4 separate regions of the Sus scrofa genome follow, and regions 1, 2 and 4 are each linked to region 3. The links are chromatin contacts, called in public HiChIP or PLAC-seq maps. All regions are on one chromosome and are shown on one strand. The core of a region is the stretch at or near the end of the contact, and the rest is flanking DNA. Distances in the headings are between cores, read along the strand shown.

Evidence for each region. HiChIP or PLAC-seq counts read pairs in DNA pulled down with a chosen protein or histone mark.
Region 1: a contact with region 3 is called in an H3K27ac HiChIP or PLAC-seq map of skeletal muscle. The contact joins two enhancer-like sites. A contact is called at or near these places in 1 of 47 Hi-C or Micro-C datasets (liver) and 1 of 2 datasets of contacts at active chromatin or transcription factors (skeletal muscle).
Region 2: an H3K27ac HiChIP or PLAC-seq map of skeletal muscle shows a contact between it and region 3. The contact joins two enhancer-like sites. A contact is called at or near these places in 2 of 2 datasets of contacts at active chromatin or transcription factors (alveolar macrophages and skeletal muscle).
Region 4: a contact with region 3 is called in an H3K27ac HiChIP or PLAC-seq map of skeletal muscle, with 9 times the contacts expected there. The contact joins two enhancer-like sites. A contact is called at or near these places in 1 of 47 Hi-C or Micro-C datasets (liver) and 1 of 2 datasets of contacts at active chromatin or transcription factors (skeletal muscle).

The regions. Positions count from the first base shown.
Region 1 is chr1:4,922,485-4,927,690 of Sscrofa11.1, reverse strand. No RefSeq gene overlaps it. Among named protein-coding and RNA genes, the nearest start is that of QKI, 42 kb to the right of the region's middle. Within about 2 kb of position 1,585, at least 7 of the 83 cell types and tissues checked have an H3K27ac peak or open chromatin away from gene starts, as enhancers often do. A contact at or near this core is called in liver and skeletal muscle, where this site is marked.
Region 2 is chr1:4,792,272-4,797,603 of Sscrofa11.1, reverse strand. The region is part of intron 3 of QKI (QKI, KH domain containing RNA binding); the gene reads left to right. Among named protein-coding and RNA genes, the nearest start is that of QKI, 88 kb to the left of the region's middle. Within about 2 kb of position 1,678, at least 4 of the 83 cell types and tissues checked have an H3K27ac peak or open chromatin away from gene starts, as enhancers often do. A contact at or near this core is called in skeletal muscle, where this site is marked.
Region 3 is chr1:4,244,411-4,249,335 of Sscrofa11.1, reverse strand. No RefSeq gene overlaps it. Among named protein-coding and RNA genes, the nearest start is that of QKI, 640 kb to the left of the region's middle. Within about 2 kb of position 1,850, at least 38 of the 83 cell types and tissues checked have an H3K27ac peak or open chromatin away from gene starts, as enhancers often do. A contact at or near this core is called in liver and skeletal muscle, where this site is marked.
Region 4 is chr1:4,982,462-4,987,440 of Sscrofa11.1, reverse strand. All of the region lies in intron 4 of PACRG (parkin coregulated gene protein), which reads left to right. Among named protein-coding and RNA genes, the nearest start is that of QKI, 100 kb to the right of the region's middle. Within about 2 kb of position 3,315, at least 4 of the 83 cell types and tissues checked have an H3K27ac peak or open chromatin away from gene starts, as enhancers often do. A contact at or near this core is called in skeletal muscle, where this site is marked.

The DNA.
Region 1 (5,206 bases), core at 336-2,835, 680 kb before region 3:
AAGGCAGAGTTGGCTTGATCAGAGGGGAAACTTTCTAACAACCCGAGCTGTCCAAAAATAAAACGCAGTCCCTATCAAGAAAGAGATGCAGTCAGTCAGGCAACATGAGGGGGCATGGCTGCCAGCGACAACTGTTGCAGACACATGGCCATCACCGGGGGTTAACAGATGCTGGGAAGAGAGGCCCGGGTTCCATCGCACTGGGAGGCCGCCTGGACCAGAGTGAGCTTGCAGGGTCCCCGAGGGGTTAAGCAACACAAGTCAGAGGCCCCAGGAGCCTGGGATGAAAGGCACGTTTGGGGCTCAGGGCACGGGAAACATGTGTGATTGATGTGGCCTTGGGTGTGGTTTTACTCTTTTTTTAACATACCTATCTTTGATTTAAAAAAGTAGAATTCATACTAAGTGGAGTAAGTCAGAAAGAGAAAGACAAATACCCATATGATATCACTTCTATGTGGAATCTAATATATGGCACAGATGAACCTTTCCACAGAACAGAAACAGACTCGCAGACATGGAGAGCAGACTTGTAGTTGCCAAGGCAGGAGCGGAGTGGAATGGACTGGGAATATGGGGCGAGTGGACGCAAGCAATTACATTTAGGATGGATAAGTAGTGTTCTCAACGTGGCTCAGTGGAAATGAACCCAACCAGTATCCATGAGGATGCAGGTTCAATTCCTGGCCTTGCTCAGTGGGTTAGGGATCTGGCATTGCCATGAGCTGTGGTGTACGTTGCGATGTGGCTTGGATCTGGCATTGCTGTGGCTGAGGCATCGTCTGGCAGCTGTGGCTCTGATTTGACCTCTAGCCTGGGAACTCTGGGAAATTTGCAAACTTCCATATGCCTTGGGTGCAGCCCTTAAAAAAAAAAAAAAAAAAAGCAATGAGGTCCTACTGTACAGCACAGGGAACTCCAGCCAATCCCTGTAATAGAACCCGATGAGGATAATGTGAGAAAAATTGTGTATATGTATGTATGACTGGGTCACTTTGCTGTATAGCAGAAATTGACAGAACACTGTACATCAACTATACTTTAATTAAAAAATAAAAGTAAAAATATTTTTTTTTAAAAAAGGTAGACTTGAAAGGGGACCCACAGACCAAACTGAGGCGGGAGGCCCCGAATCTAATCCTGATTCAGCACACCCTCCCCGCAGAAGCTCAGGTTTGGGGGAGCGATTCCTCAGTTCTCATCCAGCTCTAAATTTTTAAAAAAAAGAGACGCGGTTGCTTAAAACGAGACTGTCTAAATTGTTACTTTCCTAGAATGTAATTGAGCCTCTCTTCCAAGCCTGGATATAGTTTCTTTCACATCTTTGTGAGCAGAAGGAAACCGGATTGAAAAACAAGCGTCTGACTTCCCACCAGGGACGCAATTCAGATGGTGGTGAGGAGAAAACATGTGAATGGATTCAAAGCTCGCAAATACAGAAGCCGCAGAAGATCGCCTTAGATCTATCCCAGCCCTCACGACGTGGGTCAGACAGGGACCGAAATGTTTGAGAGGTGAGGCTGGGCGGCGTGTCAGGACGAGATTAGAAAGGAATAGGCCGCACAAAGGCCAGTGCTATTTTGGTTTGCACCCGGAAAGGCATCCTGTCATGGGATATTATGCGCTGTGTGGGCACCTCGGAGCGCAGTCACACCGAGGACGCCGAAGCAATGAAAAGGAAGACGGAGAGCAGCAATCAGCACAGGCGCTCAGAGGGCGGCGGGTGGAGCCCCCAGCCCCGCACCTCGGAGGAGCTCAGCGCCTGTGAGCGGAGCGGACAACTCAGAACTAAGGGAATGAAGGGCCGGGCCCAGGAGGAGACGCTTAGCTTGTAAAACGGGAATAAATAAATACGCGTCCAGGGTGAGCGAACCCGATCTGATACTGACATTGACCGACGTATGTGTTTGCAAGGCATTTGTGCAAAGGCCTAAGGTCGGCATCTGAACCAAGATGCTGAGCCAAAAAAATGTGGATAAAAGTAAATGTCGGCAGAGGCACAAACAGAAAGCAGACGCGGGTTACCAGGGAAGGGGGGCATTTCCCCCACGGGAGAGGGGCAGCCCGGAGCGGGACGGAAAACCCTGCAGGGGGACCCACAGGTCTACATGGCGGGCCTTGGGCCTCGCAGAAGGGTGCCCCGCGTTGGGCAGGGTTACTTCATGGGTCATCTCCGCATCTCATCGTCAACATTTTTTCCAGCATCCATCAGCCCTGCGGCCCACCCGGACCGCAGAGGACTCCCTGACCCTGCAGTTCTGGGGTTTGAGAAGGAAAGCCTGGGTGTGGGACGTTTTGATCATTCTGTTAGTCGGTCAGCAAACTTCTTGACCTTCTAAAACACAGAGCAGATAAGAGCGTTAAAAGAGAGAGAGAGACATCCTTTCAAATCACAATGTCAAGGAAGGTAAACAATACAAACAGAAAATTGATTATAAAAATTGGCAGCTTTAATAAAAGCTAAAAGTAACAAGACAAAACAATAAAATGTTAAAACTGTAAAACAATCCAGGGATACACAAAATGGTTTGTGAATAAGATAAATGGTCATCGGCATTTGGGGATGACCAAGGCGGGTTCAACACGCCTGGAAAGAAGTTTGGAAGCCTGAGGCGGGGGGGGGGGGGGGGGTTGAACAGCTTCCAGAACCCGAGGATGCCCCGTGGGTGCTCCCCTTGAGCCCTGATCACCCTGGAAGATCACCGCCAGTTTGCAGGTGAGGGGACCAAGCCTCACAGAAGGGCGGTCGCTTGTCGGCCTCCCTGAGAGTCGGTCTCCTGGTGGCTTCACGGTGCCTCCCACGCCTCTCCACAGCCACGTGATTGGCAAGACGATGGCGTAGAACAGAAACCAGGTTTGAAATGTGTTGGCTTTTGGGAGTTCCCATTGTGGCGCAGCGGAAACAAGTCTGACTAGTATCCGTGGGGATGTGGCTTCGATCAGTGGGTTGGGGATCAGGCGTTGCTATGAGCTGTGGTGTAGGTCACAGATGCAGCATGGATCCCACGTTGCCGTGGCTGTGGTGTAGGTTGGCAGCTGTAGCTCCGATTCGACCCCTAGCTTGGGAGCTTCCATATACTGCCAGCGCAGCCCTAAAAAAGGGGTGACAACAACCAAGAGTGTGAGAGAGCCAGCCTCCAGCCTTGGAGGGCTTTCCGGAGGAGACGGCAAAGGCGACACTCCAGGAGCCCTGCGATGGGGCCTGGCCCCCTGTCACTACAGGGCTGATTTTAAGAGTTTGCCCTTAAACCCCATTGGGCTGTGACCAGTCCCTGGAGGAGCCCAGGCCTGACACCTGGATTCCACCTGCTCCCCTTCTCAAAGACGTGGCCTGTGAATCAGAGACAGGAGCCCAGGAGCAAAAATGCAAGAAAGGGCTGTTTTTGTAAATTATTTGTAAATCGCTTTTTCTGGGCTAATTTGGAACAAAAAGTTATCGTCAGAGGCCATGGACTGCTTGAGCAGGATTCCCACCCACCAAGAGAGAACCGGGAGGCTGCTGGTGGGAGCCGTTCCCTCTCTCCAGCTCCACTGCCTTCCCCCGTAGGACAGGGATGTGGGATGGTCAGTCCTAAAGGTGGAAAGGTCTTCTCCAGGTGTGAATTTGCTGCAAGGCTCGGGAACTGAGGTCAATTCTGAATGGGGAGTTTATGTTTGACAGCCTTGAAGATTCTGATAATACGATGTCAGATTTCTCTGTTGAAATATCAAGTTCTGGGAGTTCCTGTTGTGGTTCAGTGGGTTAAGAACCCGATGTCTCCATGAGGATGCGGGTTCCATCCCTGGCTTCACTCAGTGGGTTAAGGATCCAGCATTGCTGTGAGCTGCAGCATAGTTTGCATTTGGCTGGCATGGCTGCGATGTAGGCCTGCAGCTGCAGCTCTGATGTGACCCCTAGCCTGGGAAATTCCATATGCCGCAGATGCAGCAGTAAAAAGGAAAAAAGAAAAGGAAATTAAGCTCTGAAAGTCAGAAGTGGGTTCGACATGCAACTCTTGGTTACCAGGGTCTCGTGGTAATTCTACACTTTGGCCCCCAAACTTGGCGGACTCATTGAGCAAAGGCAGTCAGATCCTGTTTCCAGTCTTGACCACATGAGGCAGCGAGAGGGGACGAGCCGCTTGACTTCTCTCTGCTCAGTTTCAGCTTTAAAAATCTAGAAGTTCCGGGAGTTCCCATCGTGGCACAGTGGTTAACGAATCCGACTAGAAACCATGAGGTTTCGGGTTCGATCCCTGCCCTTGCTAAGTGGGTTAATGATTCGGCATTGCTGTGAGCTGTGGTGTAGGCCGGTGGCTACAGCTCCAGTTGGACCCCTAGCCTGGGAACCTCCATATGCCACGGGAGCGGCCCAAGAAATGGCAAAAAGACAAAAAAATTAAAAAATACAATAAAATAAAATCTAGAAATTCCGAGGCTTGACCTGCAAAGAACTGACTCCAGAGCTCTCAATATGGCCTTCTGCATAAAACACAGACACTGGCAATTAAACAGCTCCTTTTGCATCTGTCAAATGAATGAATGATTGGACAAATGGGTTTAGGGCTCTTGAAAACCACTTTCTTGGAAACTTGGATGGATCAATCAAAAGCAGAGCTCAGCAACCAAGAACTGGACACTGATTTATTGTCACCGAACAAGTTGCAAAATCTTAGGAAGAGACCCTTGAACATTTTAAGTGTCGCCTTGTGGTCATAATGACGTCTCATGCATATTCATGCACTTGGCTGTATAATAACCACTTGAAAGATTGGGGGTTTTTTCCCCTGGGGAATGAAACGTAACAAAATATTCCAAGGTCAAAGGTCCGAATATGTAAGAAGCAAAAACGTTGGAATTTCTTCCCCAAGTCAAAAGCTCCTTAGCGTGTATTGACTCAGGGAGCATTTGGATACTCAACTCATCCTTGAAACTACTCAAAAGCTTGCCTCCCGCTGGCCTCGCTGATGTGTAGGTGGGTTCCTCTGGGTTGAATCAGGTAATGTTTGAAGATGGAGAAAATGGTCAGCCGGCCGTTGGGTATTTAACAAAGAATTCCATCAGGCTCTGCAGCCAGAGTTGCTTTGCAAAACACTGTCCCCATTACTCAGTGTCATTCATTACCCTCTGAAAGTAAAATCATATGACCCCATTTCCTCAGTAAGTTAATTATTTTATTTCTTTGTATGCGGCAACACACTACTTTTATTGTTAATTAATATGCCAA
Region 2 (5,332 bases), core at 429-2,928, 550 kb before region 3:
GCTTACAGTACTAGTAAGACACAGCAGGTTTCAAAGATGTTAAAATATTTTTGGAAGAAATTTCTTAGAATGGATGACATACTGTAAATAAATATTAAGAATGGAAACGAGGGCCAAATTAGAAATACTGGAGGTATTTTTTAAACCATGGAAAAGGCAGTGAACAACTTTAGTGTTATAAATTTTAAAACTTACTAACTGAAATTATATGTTTTACAGATGATTTGTTTCTGAATCATTTTTTTTTTTCCTTTTCTTTTTGGCTATACCTACAGCATGTGGAAGTTCCTGGGCCTAGGATCAAATGTGTGCCACAGCAGTGACCTGAGCCACTGCAGTGACAATGCCATATCCTTAGCCCACTGAACCACAAGGGAACTCCTCTGACTCAGTTAATAGTCAATAAAGTCTAATTCTTTTTTTCTTACTGGAAAATAATAAAACTTTTTCTGTGTGTATGGAAAGAGAATATGGAACTCTGCATTCAGAGTTCTTAAGATAGTAAAACTGACCATTGGTAACTGGGACAATTCTAAAAGAAAAGTAAATGCAAATGGAGGAGTGCTCTGAGTGCATTTAATTCCTGTCATTTTATTGTTTGTATTACTGAGGGACAGCAGATAGACCACTAAAATTAGAATAACACCTATTTTAGTATAATAACTATGTGTATGTTGTGAAAAGAAGGGGTAGATGAAGAAGAATGGCAGTTGAGAAGTGGAGAAATGACTCTTCAATAAATGATACTCGGAGAGTTGGGTTTGCATATGCAAAAAGAAGTTCCAGGTGAATTAGACACATAAAAGTTTTTTTTTTTTCTAGGGCTTCACCCACGGCATATTGAGGTCCCAGGCTAGGGGTCAAATCAGAGCCACAGCTGCAGGCCCATACCACAACCATAGCAACACCAGAGCTGAGCCACATTCTGCAACCTACACCACAGCTCACAGCAACACTGGATCCTTAATCCACTGGGTGAGGCCAGGGATCAAACCCTCCATCTCATGGTTCCTAGTCGGATTCATTTCTGCTGCGCCACAGCAGGAGCTCCCAGACTTGTAAAAGTGAAGAGCAAAATATCAAACTAGTGGAAGAAATTGCAGGAAGATGTTTTGTGACTTCTGGATAAGGAAGGATTACTGACAGAAACACTCGTAAAGGAAGACAGATATGACTACATTAGGAAAAAAATCTTTTTATGTGAAATACAAAATGAACCATTATAGGACAAGCCGCAAAAGCATTTGAATTCAGAATATAAAAAGAATTCATTCAAAAATAAAAGTAAGGCCACAAATCCAGTAGAAAACTGGGCCAAGTGTTGTTAAAGGACAACTCACAGAACAGGAAACCAGAACAAACAATGAACACAGGAAAGGGTGCTTTACTTTATTAATGCTCAGGGGACTACACATTACAATGAGAGTGATACACCATTTGATACCCACTGAGTTGCCAAAAATAAACACACTACCGGGGTCTAAAATGTGGAGAAAAGCCAACTCCCATGCAGTGAGGTCGGGGGTACACACTGATACAGCCACCTTGGAGTGCACTTTGGCAGTGTCTGTTAATGTACGTGTTTGTTTTGTTTTGTTGGGTCTTTTTGTCTTTTCTAGGGCCGCAACCTCGGCATGTGGAGGTTCCCAGGCTAGGGGTGTAATTGGAGCTGTAGCTGCTGGCCTGTGCCAGAGACGCAGCAATGCAGGATCTGAGCTGCATCTGCGACCTACACCACAGCTCACGGCAACGCCGGATCCTTAACCCACAGAGCGAGGCCAGGGATCCTTAACCCACTGAGCAAGGCCAGAGATCGAACCTGCAACCTCATGGTTCCTAGTTGGATTCCTTTCCACTGCACCACGACAGGAACTCCCATAGGTGTTTGTTTTTAAGGCCTGTCAATGGAAATTCCACTATTTGTCAATTCCTTAAGAGATTCCTGCACATATATTCTGGAAGATGGACATCAGAATGTTTACTACAGCATCGTTTTTAATAATACAGTAATTGGAAACAGCATAAATGGGCATGAATGAGGGGATGGAAATTCTGGTGTCTTTATGTAATAAAATATGTGGTAATGAAAAGGATCAAACACACTTGATTTGACGTACACTCAGTCTTGAAATTGTGTTTATAAAGGGGCACAGTTTTACATTTTTATCCTAGGTAATTTTTAGTGTATTGATGTGTTCTTCATACATAGAACAATTAGAAAAGGGAATCACATCACATGGTGATAGGATGATGTGTTATTCTATATGTGAGATGGAATTTCAAGAGATATTATGTCTCATTTATTAAACTATTGAGTCACTTTAAATATTGAATATTTAACTTTTGGGGGGAGGGGCATAGATAATTAGCTACTGTTTTTTACTTAAGATACGAAATTAGTCAACTGATGGTTAATAAGTGACCAAAGTTTTTCACTTTCTTTTTCTCAAATCTATCTCCACATGACAACATAATTTGTTCATTTATGTAAGAAATTGTTTTCAAAGACTATCCTCTTATGATTAAACACCAATAAACTAAATGCAATTATATTCTGGGATGTTGAGGTAAAAATGAGATTAATATCTTTCTGTGGGTTATTAATGTCTTAAGAGAGCGGAAACTTAAAAATATGTATGCCTAGACATGAAACACATTCTACTCTGTGTCTGTTGCTGCAACTCAGTAATATGAAGGTCTTTCCCAGTTCAAGTGGAGAATTTCTAAAAATTCATCTTAAATTACTAGTTGTATCTAGTTAAATTGGGGGAGGAGTTTGTGGCCTTTTTAATATGTCCTTAATGCCTAGATGAGTTACTTAAAGAAGTCTTTTAATTTCCCATCATAACTCCTATCCATTGTTTTTATTAACAAGGATTAATTCAACATAGTCAGTAAATGAATTTTTTTTTCACACCAAAATAATTCTTTCCTAGCAGTGTAGGTTTGGTCTGAATTCTGAAATAATCTTTAATTTTTTCAGCTTAAAAAATATTCCTTAAACGTATTACGACTGGGAGTTCCCCATGTGGTATAGCAGAAATGAATCCAACGAGTATCCATGAGAATGCAGGTTCGATCCTGGCCTCGTGGGTCAGGGATCCTTCATTGCCGTGAGCTGCAGTGTAGGTCACAGACATGGCTTGGATCCCACATTGCTGTGGCTATGGCATAGGCCAGCAGCTCTGATTCTGCCCCTAGTGTGGGAACCTCCATGTGCTGTGGGTGCTGCCCTAAAAAGCCGTATATAGATACAGATATATACAGACTACTTCAAAACACATATTGAACAAGGTTAGCCTCCTTGCCTTCATGTGGTAATTATGCTATGGTGGCTTAATGGGATACTTTAAATTTTACTGTATAATTTTTATGAGGGTGAAACCTTAACAGTAAGAGTATGAGTCCGGGTTTAATCAGAAAAGCAGCAGCAGCAGGGGAGACACACACACACACACACGGATTTGTTATGAGGAGTTGGTTTATACACTTGTGCAAGAACCTATTCAGGGGTCCAGAGCAGGCACTCAGGAAGGAAGATCCATGCAGGGAGAGTGCTTGTAGACCCATTTGATGTTTCATGTAGCTTGAGTTTCAGGAAAGGACAAATCCCAAAACATTTCCACCTGAATGACTCAGGCCTACAGAGGATAATCTCCCTTTGGAACAACGTGAACGGTTAGTGACTAATTACATATGCAAAATTCTTTGACAGCCCACCAGATTAGTGTTTGATTGAAATAGCTGGAAGAAAGTGTATAATATATATGCTACAAAATGGCCACTACCTCTCTTTTGTCCTCCAGTCTCTTGGGAAGAAATACACTTTATTTCTCACGCTACCTGGAAACACGCTAGAATGGAATTCTGGCAACTGTAGTCTACACACCCAGATAATTGTTCTTCTTAAATAGTAGCTTTATGTGGTTATTGATAATAAAGGAGAGTTTCATAGACGAGCAAGGGATATAAATTTAGATGTTATTAGAAGATATACAGCTATTTCTAGGTGGCTAAACCAGTCAGAAGTCACCTGGCCTGTTTCTGGCCTGTATTTAGTTTTTCCTTAATAGGTAGGTCTACCTGCTCCTGCTCAACCTGTTTTTTGTTTTTTGTTTTTCATCCTTGGCTTTGATTTTCTATGTTCAGTGTACAAACTAAATAACATTTAATGTGAAGGAAAGTGGTAATTAAGGTTTTTATCTAGGTAAGATTCCAATTTATTTGAATTCAAGTAATCTAGAGAGACTTCTGATTCTTAAAAAGGAACTGTAGAAGCTGGCTAAGGAATCCCCTTTTCCAGAAAAATAGGTCACATCAGTTGAAAATTAATTCATTTCTTGATTCCTTTATTTAGCAGACTTAAAATTTTTTTGTGTTTGTATGGTAGACAGTCAAATACAAGATACAGTGCCTGCCTTTTTATAGGCAAAGTGGACAAGTATAGATTTTAATTAGAAGATGCTTAGATAAACAGTGTTGCAAAATAATGTGTTTTACATATAAATAATTTTTCATTGGTCATACATACTTAGTTTTATTTCCAGTAGTGGCTTAACTGAGGGGAGCTACAGACTTAGGAAGTCTCCAGGTTTCCTGGATATATTTTTCAAAATGATTACAAACAATTGGAATATGTTAAGGAAGAGAGTGTTTTATACTTTATTGGAAGGCCTTCATTATTGTTGGTTTTAAAGATGTTTCATTTATGAGCAAGGAATATAGTTTAGGTATTGTTGATTGTAAGGTTAAATTTCATGTAGGTAAATTGTTTGCAAAGTATGAGCTGCAGACAGAGTTTCATTCATAGTGTAATAGTTTCTGTTAACTGCTGAAAATAAAATCACTTGTTCTTGTAGCATGGAACAATTAGAAAACACTATTTTTCAAAGAAAATCCAGTTAAATCAATTTATGAGTTCATTTTTCCCCATGGAATATCAGTTTTGTATTTTGGCAAGAAGAGCCAACGAGGTAAACCTAGGAAGGTCACAACAATTCCGCCATTTCCAACTTGGCCAGATGCAGTAGGTGTTTATACAGGATTGCATTTGTCATGGTTGTGTGAATTTATTTATTTAATGTTATTTTTTAAGGTAACGTGGAAGTACTTACCAGACTTTGTGTTCACTGGGAGGATCTGTTGGTACATGTTCTGCTCTGTAGATGAACGTAGCTGGACTAGCGTTGTTACATGGAGTTGGTGTTTACAGACCATGGTGTTTTCTCTCCCACTCCCCACCGGCTTGTGATTTCACTGAATAAACACCTGAGTGTGAAGCGTTGGGAAGGAATCCTAATCTTAGGTACAATCCTAACCCATAGTAGAAATA
Region 3 (4,925 bases), core at 601-3,100:
CGCTGTGAGGCTTAACTGAAACCCCACTTGGATGCTGCTTAGAACAGGCCGTGCCTGACACTTATTAAATGTTGGCTGTTATTATTAGGATTAGGAGAGCAACCAAAACCTACACGTCCCTGAGCTTTTGTTTTGGTGAGTTTATGCTTCAAAGTCAAACTAATTTAACTTTAGAAATACAGAAAAAGACACTGCTCTTTGCTGAGGCCTGACTCACCAAACACCAGTGTGTGGTGTATGTTTACAGCTGATGCAACTGTTGGAAATAAGAGGCTTTGGAGAATCAAATGCCTTCAGAGTAGAGTCATGGGATGTGCTTTATTTGTAGGTGGCTGGTTAAATTCTGACCGGAGTTATCTTGAGATGGCTCTTAAGTGGTCTGTGTGAGATGCGTTTCAGGCTGAAGCCAGTTCCTAGACACCCAGTTCCAACACCCGAGACTGTTGGCACTGGTGTTGGAAACTTTTGTGAGGAGACCAGTCCTCAGATAAATCCAAGGGCCCTAAAGATAAATCCAGGGAAGGGCCACAGGACAGTGGCCTCAGACATAAAATCAGGGAAACCGGCTATGAATTGCTTTTGGAAGCTCGCCCGTCTCCAGCATTTCATAAACATTAACAACATCGGCAAAGGAATCAGTTTTCAATAGAAACTTCGACAATGAATGCAGTGCTGTCTTGACATGACATTGAACCTTCATCCGTCGGAAAGCAGCCTCTTGGGCATCCACGTGGTGGGTTGTGAAGGTTCAGCTCAGGCGCCCGTCGGCTCTCCTGAGTTACCCGACCCAGGGCCAGTGAGGGCTGAGTCTTTTTCCTTCGCTGTCCTGACCTTCTCTTATTTGTCCCCCCCGCTTTATCTCTGAACACCGAGATGACATATTCCATGGCACACATTCACCGACTTGCATTTTTCGGGGGTTGATCGTAAGGAGAAGTCAGACTTGGAGGAAACGGTTATTAAATTTACCTGCGGGAGGGATGCCTCTTGTCTATTTGATATGAGGTGAATGGAGCTGTTCCCTAAGTGGACTCATGCTCGCCCCACCCTTCTTTAAAAGAAAGAAAGTCACGGGGAGGAGTGAGGAAATTTCCAGCAGCTTTTCACTTTTCCCAGCTCCCACCCGGACACTGGCATGAACTCAAGTGTATTTAAAATAAAGCTGGTTTGCGGAGAGGGCTGTTGGCTTCCAGAGTTGGGTGAGCAATCCCCAACAGATGACTGGGTCCTATGACCTAATAAAAGAAGTATCTCAAGGAAGACTTCAAAGTTGACCTCTTTCCCCACAAGAGACGAATCAAGATGAACTTGGCCTTTGTGCCCTCCCCTCTTCCCAGCTCCCGCGTCCTCTTCCATCCTGTCTTCCTGCAGGCTGCATGGGGACACTCTCTCTTCTGTTTCTCCTTTGGGGAAGTAGTGGTCATTGTGGTTGACACCAGACTCATGGATGGCTGGGGGTGGGTGCCCGATAATTGCAGCACTTCTTAGGCACTTTTGTCTCCCAAATATGGCACCGTGGCAGCTGAAATACCTTATGAAAATAGCATTAAAATGTGTAATGTACCATAAATAAACAGAGAGACAGCCAGGAAGCTGTGCTAATCACTGCTTTGATGTAGCATGAATTACTGTATTTTTAAGGGCCTCATGTTTCTGACTGCTTGTTTTGACTCAGCTGCCACTGCTCCAGAGAAGGCTTGGACCCAGTGTTCCACCTCTTCTCCCTCCGTGGTGACAGCTGTTGTCCTTTGACTCACAGGAAAATGATTTCCCCACCCTTCCCCTGCCTCGCGGCCCTTTCCTGGCAGGACTCCCTGTGAAGCTCCAACTCCCCTCCCCTTGTCGAGGCCGGCAGAGGGCGAGGACGGCCTCTGGGCAGGGCTCCAGGCTCTCCCAAGGCCCTGTGTCATCTGCCAGCCTGTCCAGCGCTCCACGGCAACATCCTATTTTTATCTTGGGCACCCTGGCGCTCTCCCAGTTGGTTGGGCACGTCGGGCAATGGAGGTCGGGCCGGACCTGTGTCACCAGCTGCCGTAGGGCGGAATCCCCTTGCTGAGTGGAGCTCCCAGGAGGAAAGCATCCTATGCTGCAATCTTGGGGATCCATCAGGACATTCCTGCTTTGCCTGCGGGGCATCCGCCACTTACTGGAGAGGCTGAATCCTGACTTGCTACCGAGAGTGGGAGTACTTAAGTTTGTAAGCCTTCAGTGCCTTTCCGGGTCTTAGGATTGATCATGTGGATGTCACAGGGCACAGGTAAAGGCCAGAGGCTGTCTCCACGTTGTAACTGCCCAGGTAACCCCTTTCAGACCGGACTTCTGGGCAGCCCTCCCGCTAGTTCCGTTAATGATCCGGGCTCAGTCCCCCCCAGCTCTGCTCCTGGGTCCGGGAGCGCCCTCTTGTGGTTGGAAGAGCTCTAAGCCGACTTTTTTTCTTTTCCTATTTTTTTCCTAACATTGACGTTTTCTCAAATTTTGTGTTTTCGTCTAACCCCTAGAGTGAAAAGTATTAGCCGTTAGTTTGAAGATGAGCATGGGAGAGGGAGAGAAGGTGGAAATGTTTTATCACCATCTTTATCATCCTTGTACCGAAGCCCCTATCAGTCCACGTTCACTCTCTCAAACCAGAACATTTGAAATATCTCTTTAATGGTCTTTTTGCCTTCGGGATTCTATCCTCTCATCCTTATTATTTTTTTCTTTTTATCTGTCTCAAAATTAAACGAAATGTTCTTTAAAGCTTTTTGCTTTGTTTCCTTGTTGCCTTCTGGAGACCGTTCCAAGGCTGACTCTTTTGTGAAGTTCCCATTCCTGCCTCTCTTAGGTGCCTTCTTACTCCGCTTTGCTAAACCCTTTGGTGTAAGGCCCTCCACACCACTCCCGCCAACGACCATGGAGGCCCTGAGTTTTCCCTCCTCTGTGCCTCCTGTTTGGCTTCCGTGGGCGGCATCAGGGTCCCCTCGCAGGTCCAGGTCGTCCTCTCCCCGCCCACCTCTGCCCATCTTCACCAGAAGCTCTTGCTGCCTCTGCCCTGGCAGGTGCTTCCTCTTCTCACATCCACTGCGCTTGCAGTTCATGCTAATCTGCGCCTTGTGTCTTTCTGCAAACAATGATCATCTCCCAAAGGTGATTACGATCTCGTGGGTAGAGACTGACTATGTACCTTCTTCTTTCTTGGTGGATGCATCGGCGACAAGGAGTGTCTCTGAACCAGTGAACCTCACACCAGCATGGCCCCAGTTTACTGAATCCTCATAATCAGCTTCCAAGGTCAGGGTTAGTGCAATTGTTCCTATCATAGCCCAGGAGCCAGGGAGGTGCAGAGAACTCATGACCTTTGACTTCGTCCCAGGTGAGGAGGGGGTGGGGCTGGGCTGTGATCCCAGACACAAGAGTTCATTGTCTAAGCACAACCAGTCAGTCCTGGCTTCTTGACAGAGACCCTCTGATGTAAGATCCGTCTTGATGGTCATTATGTGCAGACGTACAATAAAAGGCTAAAGTCTCTGTTTTCAAACATGAATATAGTGAAATTTTTGGAAAAGTAAATTTCATTACTGAATACTTTTTTTTGGCCACACCCATGGCATATGGAAGTTCCCAGGTGAGGGGTAGGATAGGAGCTGTAGCTGCTGGCCTATACCACAGCCACAGCAACACCAGATCCAAGCTGCGTCTGTAAGCTACTCCACAGCACACCACAATGCCGGGTCCTTAACCCACTGAGTGAGGCCAGAGATGGAACCTGCATCCTCATGGATACTCGTCGGGCATGTACCGCTGAACCACAGCGGGAACTCCAAATACTGCATATTCTTGAACATAGGAGAGGGTATATGGCAAATGCAAATGAAGACCTATTTCACTGATGTTCTCTTTCTGTAGAAAAGCGATAATTACAAAGCAGTTCAGACGCTGCAGCCTCCAAATAACAGAGAACTGGAACAAACCAGCTTAAGCGGGAAACTAGTCCTCTGCACTTGGCAGGTTTCAAGTTTGCTCAGTGTCTCCAACAGCAGGCAGCTCCTGGCCCTGCCTTTCCTCCACTGGCCTCTCTTCCACTGATGCTTTTACCCCTGGGCTGGTGGGGAGCTAGGATTTAATGGTTCTGAGGCCCGTTTTAGGGCAGACAGTGTGCAGAGGCGGAGAGTACCTTGCAGGAGCCCTTCTGAACATCTAGGAGGGACGTTCTCAGGAGGCCCGGTAGAACTTCCCTTTGTCCCAACATTCCACCTAGGAAGGCTGCCGCGGCCAGGCCAGCCTGGTCCAGGGCTGGAGCAGGGCTGAGGTCACTTCCTGGAGGCCCACAAAGGCAGGAGGAAGGACCCCTCTGGACACCACTGGGATTCCACGACGCCGGGAGCGGGGGTGGCTGGAAGCAGTGCTTGGATGAGACCCCTGGTGGGGCAGGCTAGCCCTCGGTGTTTACGTCTTATTCTGGATCTTCACCTGTGGTGAGGGGTTGACTCTCAGGGGTCATGCGCACAAGTCATTAGTCAGGATCGCACATCAGTGGGGAAATGAGTCTGAAGCCGTGGCACAAAGCCCAGCTAGCATTGACTTCTTTCCATGTTTTTCGGACTCCCGGCTGTATTTTTAGTGCTCTGCCTGAGTCATTAATTCACTCTGTGCTTACTGAGACTCAACCTCTGTCTGGCCCTGTGCCAGGGGCTGGAGGCACGGGACTGAGCCAGGCTGGCAAAGTTACTGCTCTGCTGGAGCTCACGTCTTGGAGAAGGGAAAGGTCAGTAAACAGATTAACAAAGGGATCACTTTGAATAATGGAAGTGCCAACAGAGAAAACTGAATGGGATGATGCAACCTGGAGCACAGGAGGAACTGGCAACAGAGTTTTCAGGACCTGCTGTCAAAAAAGAACAATGTAGGCCCTTGTTCAAAAGCTCTCATGGATTTCAAGACGGCCG
Region 4 (4,979 bases), core at 2,066-4,565, 740 kb before region 3:
TGTCCTTTGCATCTAATTTGTGCCGATCACAGTGACTCAACATTGTTATCTGCGCATTAATTTCACAGGTAACTCCGAAGCTATAAAGCTATACAGAGGAAAAGCAGTTTTCACTCAGTCGAATAATATGTCCATTATTAAGGAAATTATTTAATACGACTTTTTTTAGTTCATCTTGTTTTCGTATGTATCAGAATCAAATTTCTTGATCAAACTATCCATAAAGACATTTGGTTACATTTTAGAATTGAAAGTCAAATCTCACCTTTCCATATCTCAGGCTCCTACAGGTAAAACTGTGGTAATAACATTACCAACCTCACAAGGTGGTTGAGAATCAAAATTAAAGAAGCCAAATGCACCAAAGACACTTACACAGCTAGTGCCTACAATACGATAGGAATCACATGGCAATTCTTTCCACATAGGAAGAATTAAAATGTAAGCAACAGACTTCCGGTTATAAAATAAGTCCTAGGGATGGAAGGTACAGCATGGTAATTATAGCTAATAACACTGTAATGCAGGCAGTTCCCGTCATGGCTCAGCGGAAACGAACCTGACTAATAACCATGAGGATATGGGTTCAATTCCTGGCCTCGCTCAGTGGGTCCGGGATCTGGTGTTGCCATGAGCTGTGGTGTTAAGTCTCAAACACGGCTCGGATCTGGCGTTGCTGTGGCCAGGGTGTAGGCCGGCAGCTCTAGCTCCAGTTCAGCCCCTAACTTGGGAACCTCCATGTGCCATGGGTGCGCCCCCTCCCCTCCCCAAAAAAAAACCAAAAATAATAATAATACTGTAAGTATTTCTATATTTGGAAGTTGCTGAGAGGGTAGAGTTTAAAAGTTCTTATCACAAGGAAAAAGGTTTGCAACTATAAATGGTAATGGATATTAACTAGACTTACTGGGGTGATGACAACATATATAAACATCAAATCCCTATGGCGTACACCTGAAACTAATGGAATGTTATATGTCAGTTATGCCGCCATTAAAAAATTAAAATTTAGATTAAACCTATATGAATTTGACATTTTTATAAGTCAAAAATTGTTCAATATTGGCAGTGTCACGTGGTTAAATATAAATAATTTCATTATTATTCTTAGAGGCACAGGCACATTTTAAAATCTTAAATGCATCCAGTTTCATCTCCAACTCTGGTTTCTCTGTTATTTGAATTCTTCTTGGATATAGAAAGAAGAATGACATAAACCGAAATATATTTAATACCAAATATTCCCCGGAGATTAGGAGGGACCCCCTTTCCAAAGTGATTACAGGATCAACTGTCAGAAATTTCTGAGAAAACTGGGTTTGACCATACTGACCCTGAGCTCCCTGAGAGAGGAAGCAAGTTGTGATGGAAATAACTCCGACTTCAGCTTTAGAGAAACCTGTGATTAAACCCCATCTCTGACCATTTACGCATCTGCACAATGCGTAGATTTGGCTTATTGATGCGTATGCTATCTGCTCGAGAGGCGACCCTGGAGGGACGTGAGGGACGCAAACACTTGTCTAGTGCCCAGTACCTGTCAAGCTTTGGGCTAGGTGCTTAATATAGGTTAGTGTATTTAATTCTCACCACTACCCTGTGATGAGGCATTGATACTGATGTTATAATGATGATTATAGTGTTAGAAACACCAATAGCATGCTTACACATATGTGACCAGAATTTTACCTACTTAAGATTTCATCTCTATGCCGTCACTTACCTAAGTACCTGGGAGGAGAAATCATTATGTACCTTTCCATCCCCTTCATCCTCGTCACCAACCTCACGGAACTGCTTGAGGATTAAGGGAAGCAACGTAAGACTCCACTTGATGCTGACACCTGCTCTCCGCAGAGGGTCAGTTCAGTATCCTGAGGCCCCAGACGTGTTTCCAGGACCGGAGAGCACGGACCTTTGCTCAATCAGAAGTTTGCTCAACAAACCGCAGGCAAGATGCCATGGTCCCCTACCTCCTGGGAGCGAGAGACACCTCTGTGGCTCTGCTAGGGTCTGTGTCTGCACAAGGCAGCCCACGCCCTTCTCTGGGTCACCTTCCTTCAAGCCCACGGTCCCCTGCGTCTTTGGTAGACTTTTGAGATCTTGTTTTTGGTAGAATTTCAACTGCATTCGGCAGAAAATAGAGACCCCTGGAGTCTACTCCGCTCCCCAAATTCTGATTTGCCATCTTAAGGTTTTTTAAGGAAAGAGTAGAAAAAATTAAAAGTGAGTCAATTTCGTTCCCTCAAGCAAAATAACAATTTTAACAGGACTTAAAGGAACTTAGAATTTGAGTAGTTTTATTTACCATGTGGCTTTTTAGATCCGTAACATTTGGGGTCCTAGGTGTGTAGTTTCCTAGAGGATTAATCACTGGTTCCCTGACAGACTCATCACTGAAGAAGGACCGTAGCAGTGGGCTAACATGTGCAGCCCTGGATGTGTTTCATGGGTTATATTTTACCTTGGTCTTTGAGAGAGCACTGATTAGACTTGCCGGTAGCTTGTCCATATAAGAAAAACAACTGTAAATGTTCCACACTGATCTCTGTAAACAGCTGGCTTTTTCTTAATTTTTAACATTCCATCTTGTAACAGGCTGTAACTACATAAAAGGAAGTGAAAAATGTACAAGAAATACCCAGATAGTTCAGAACTAAGGGTCATGTGTCCTGAAATAGCTACCCAAATAATGACATTTATCTTGACTAATGGAATGGCACCTCAGTTATCAATCTGACCTTGTCAGAGCTCAGCGCCAACCAGGTTCAAAGTCCTTTCGTCGAGTTTGTTTTCACCTTAAAAATCTCCTCTCGGGAGTTCCCGTCGTGGCGCAGTGGTTAACGAATCCGACTAGGAACCATGAGGTTGCGGGTTCGGTCCCTGCCCTTGCTCAGTGGGTTAACGATCCGGCGTTGCCGTGAGCTGTGGTGTAGGTTGCAGACGCGGCTCGGATCCCGCATTACTGTGGCTCTGGCGTAGGCAGGTGGCTACAGCTCCGATTCCACCCCTAGCCTGGGAACCTCCATATGCCGCGGGAGCGGCCCAAGAAATAGCAACAACAACAACAAAAGACAAAAAAAAAAAAAAAAAAAAATCTCCTCTCGATGTCATATGCAACTTTCTTCCCACTAGAAAGCTTTGTCTTGTTAAAGTTGCAGTAAGAGGTAAAGACATTTTTTCCCGGTGATTCACTAACAAGGGCCCACGGGTTAATCACCTGGCCTCAAAACAAAATGGACCCAACAGTGCTCATCTGTGCCTGAAAGAGCTATCAGTCCACCCACTGAAATGCGTCTCCTGCCGGAGGTCACGGTTAAGGGTACTGGCATGGCTTTACGAGGAGGCTCAGGTTGCAGCTGTCTGCACTATCCCTAGCCTGAAGATAAATAGCAGACTTCAGTTTCCACTGCTACTGGTCTTTTAACATTTAGTGAGAACAAATGCTCCGGCTTAGCTCTGCATCCAGCTTGTACCTCCCGGTGCCACCTTCATCTTTAGGGGCTCCCCATGCAATACAAAAAGGTAGACATGCCAACACAGGTTGTAGTATATCACAGAGTTAACATTTAACAAATGAACACTTCGCACAGATAAACCAAAATAACAGTGATTTTCCATGTGGCCTCATGTGTAAATCATCCAATCTGAAGGTTACCCCCAAAGTCTTGATTTAAGGTACACTGTAAGTGAAGGCTGGACTCGCCCTCTCATGAGGTCCCACCTATGACTAGCCTGGTGGGTCACTGAGCATGGTCCTTCAGAGAATGACCTAGGAAGCAAGAGATGGGTGGGTGGTGGGTGGACAGATGGATGGGTGATGCTAAGGAAAGGTGTAAAGAAGCCTTTTAGAAATCTCCACATTATAAATGTTCCTCCTTCTGGAGGTGATAATCCATTAAGTTACTCAAAGTAATTGAATTTATTATGCTATTGCCTCCACATTTCTGAACACAATCCCTCCGATTCTTTCAGTTCCCAGGGTACCACTGCCCCGGGCCACCTCTAGAAGTTACAGCATTTCTTTTCCACCCTCCACTCTCTGAAACAGTGCTGATTCAGACAAAGGAAGAGAGCGTAGGATATCTAACTGCAGAGAGACCCAATAAATAAACAGACTAAAGATAAGAACAAATCATTCTCATAAGTGGAAAAAAAAAAATCCATGCGGCAAAAAAAAAAAAAAAAAATGCATTGGGAAATGTTAGCACACCTTAGTAATTAGAAAAATATTAACAAAGTAACATTTTATATGTACTGAATTAACAAAATTTACAAAATTTTTTATTACGACATCCAGTGCTGTGATAAACAGGTAAGCTCTTACGTTGCTGGTAACCTAAGTTGGCATCCTTTCTGAAAATCAATATGGATATATATATATACCAATAACCTACTAAGTTTTTGTATTCTCTGAAGCAGTAACCTCACTTCTGAGAATTGTTTCAAGGAAATAGTAGAACTAAAGAAAAAGACTGTATACACAAAGATACAGTCATTATTGCATCGTTATCCAAAACTGTGAAAACCTGGCAGGAGACAGTGTCCCTAACTAGGGAGGGTCGACGTCCGTCATACCCCTTCACCCCAGAGCTGTTAAAGTCATTAAAAACTGCAGTTATATAGAGCAGCGTCAGCAGTGGAAAGAGCAACCGCAAAGCCGGGTGATACCGTGCTCTCTGATGACAACTTGTTCCAACCTCAAGGCCTTTCTTGCAGTGGCTATTCTGTGCGGCACATTCTTCCCAGGCTGCTTGTTACAATGCTGGCTTACTCTCAGCATTCAGCACTCAGCTTGAGTTTAACCTTCTCAGCAAGACCTTCCTGGTCACTGGCCCAAGCTGATCCCTCCCAGCCCCTCTCTGCCACAACCCATATTTTCATTCCTTGCTAGAACTTCTCACTCAAGTACTCTTGTTCTGTCTGGTTTATCAGGGTATTAATATCTGCCTCCTCTTCCAGACTGTGAACTCCTTCTG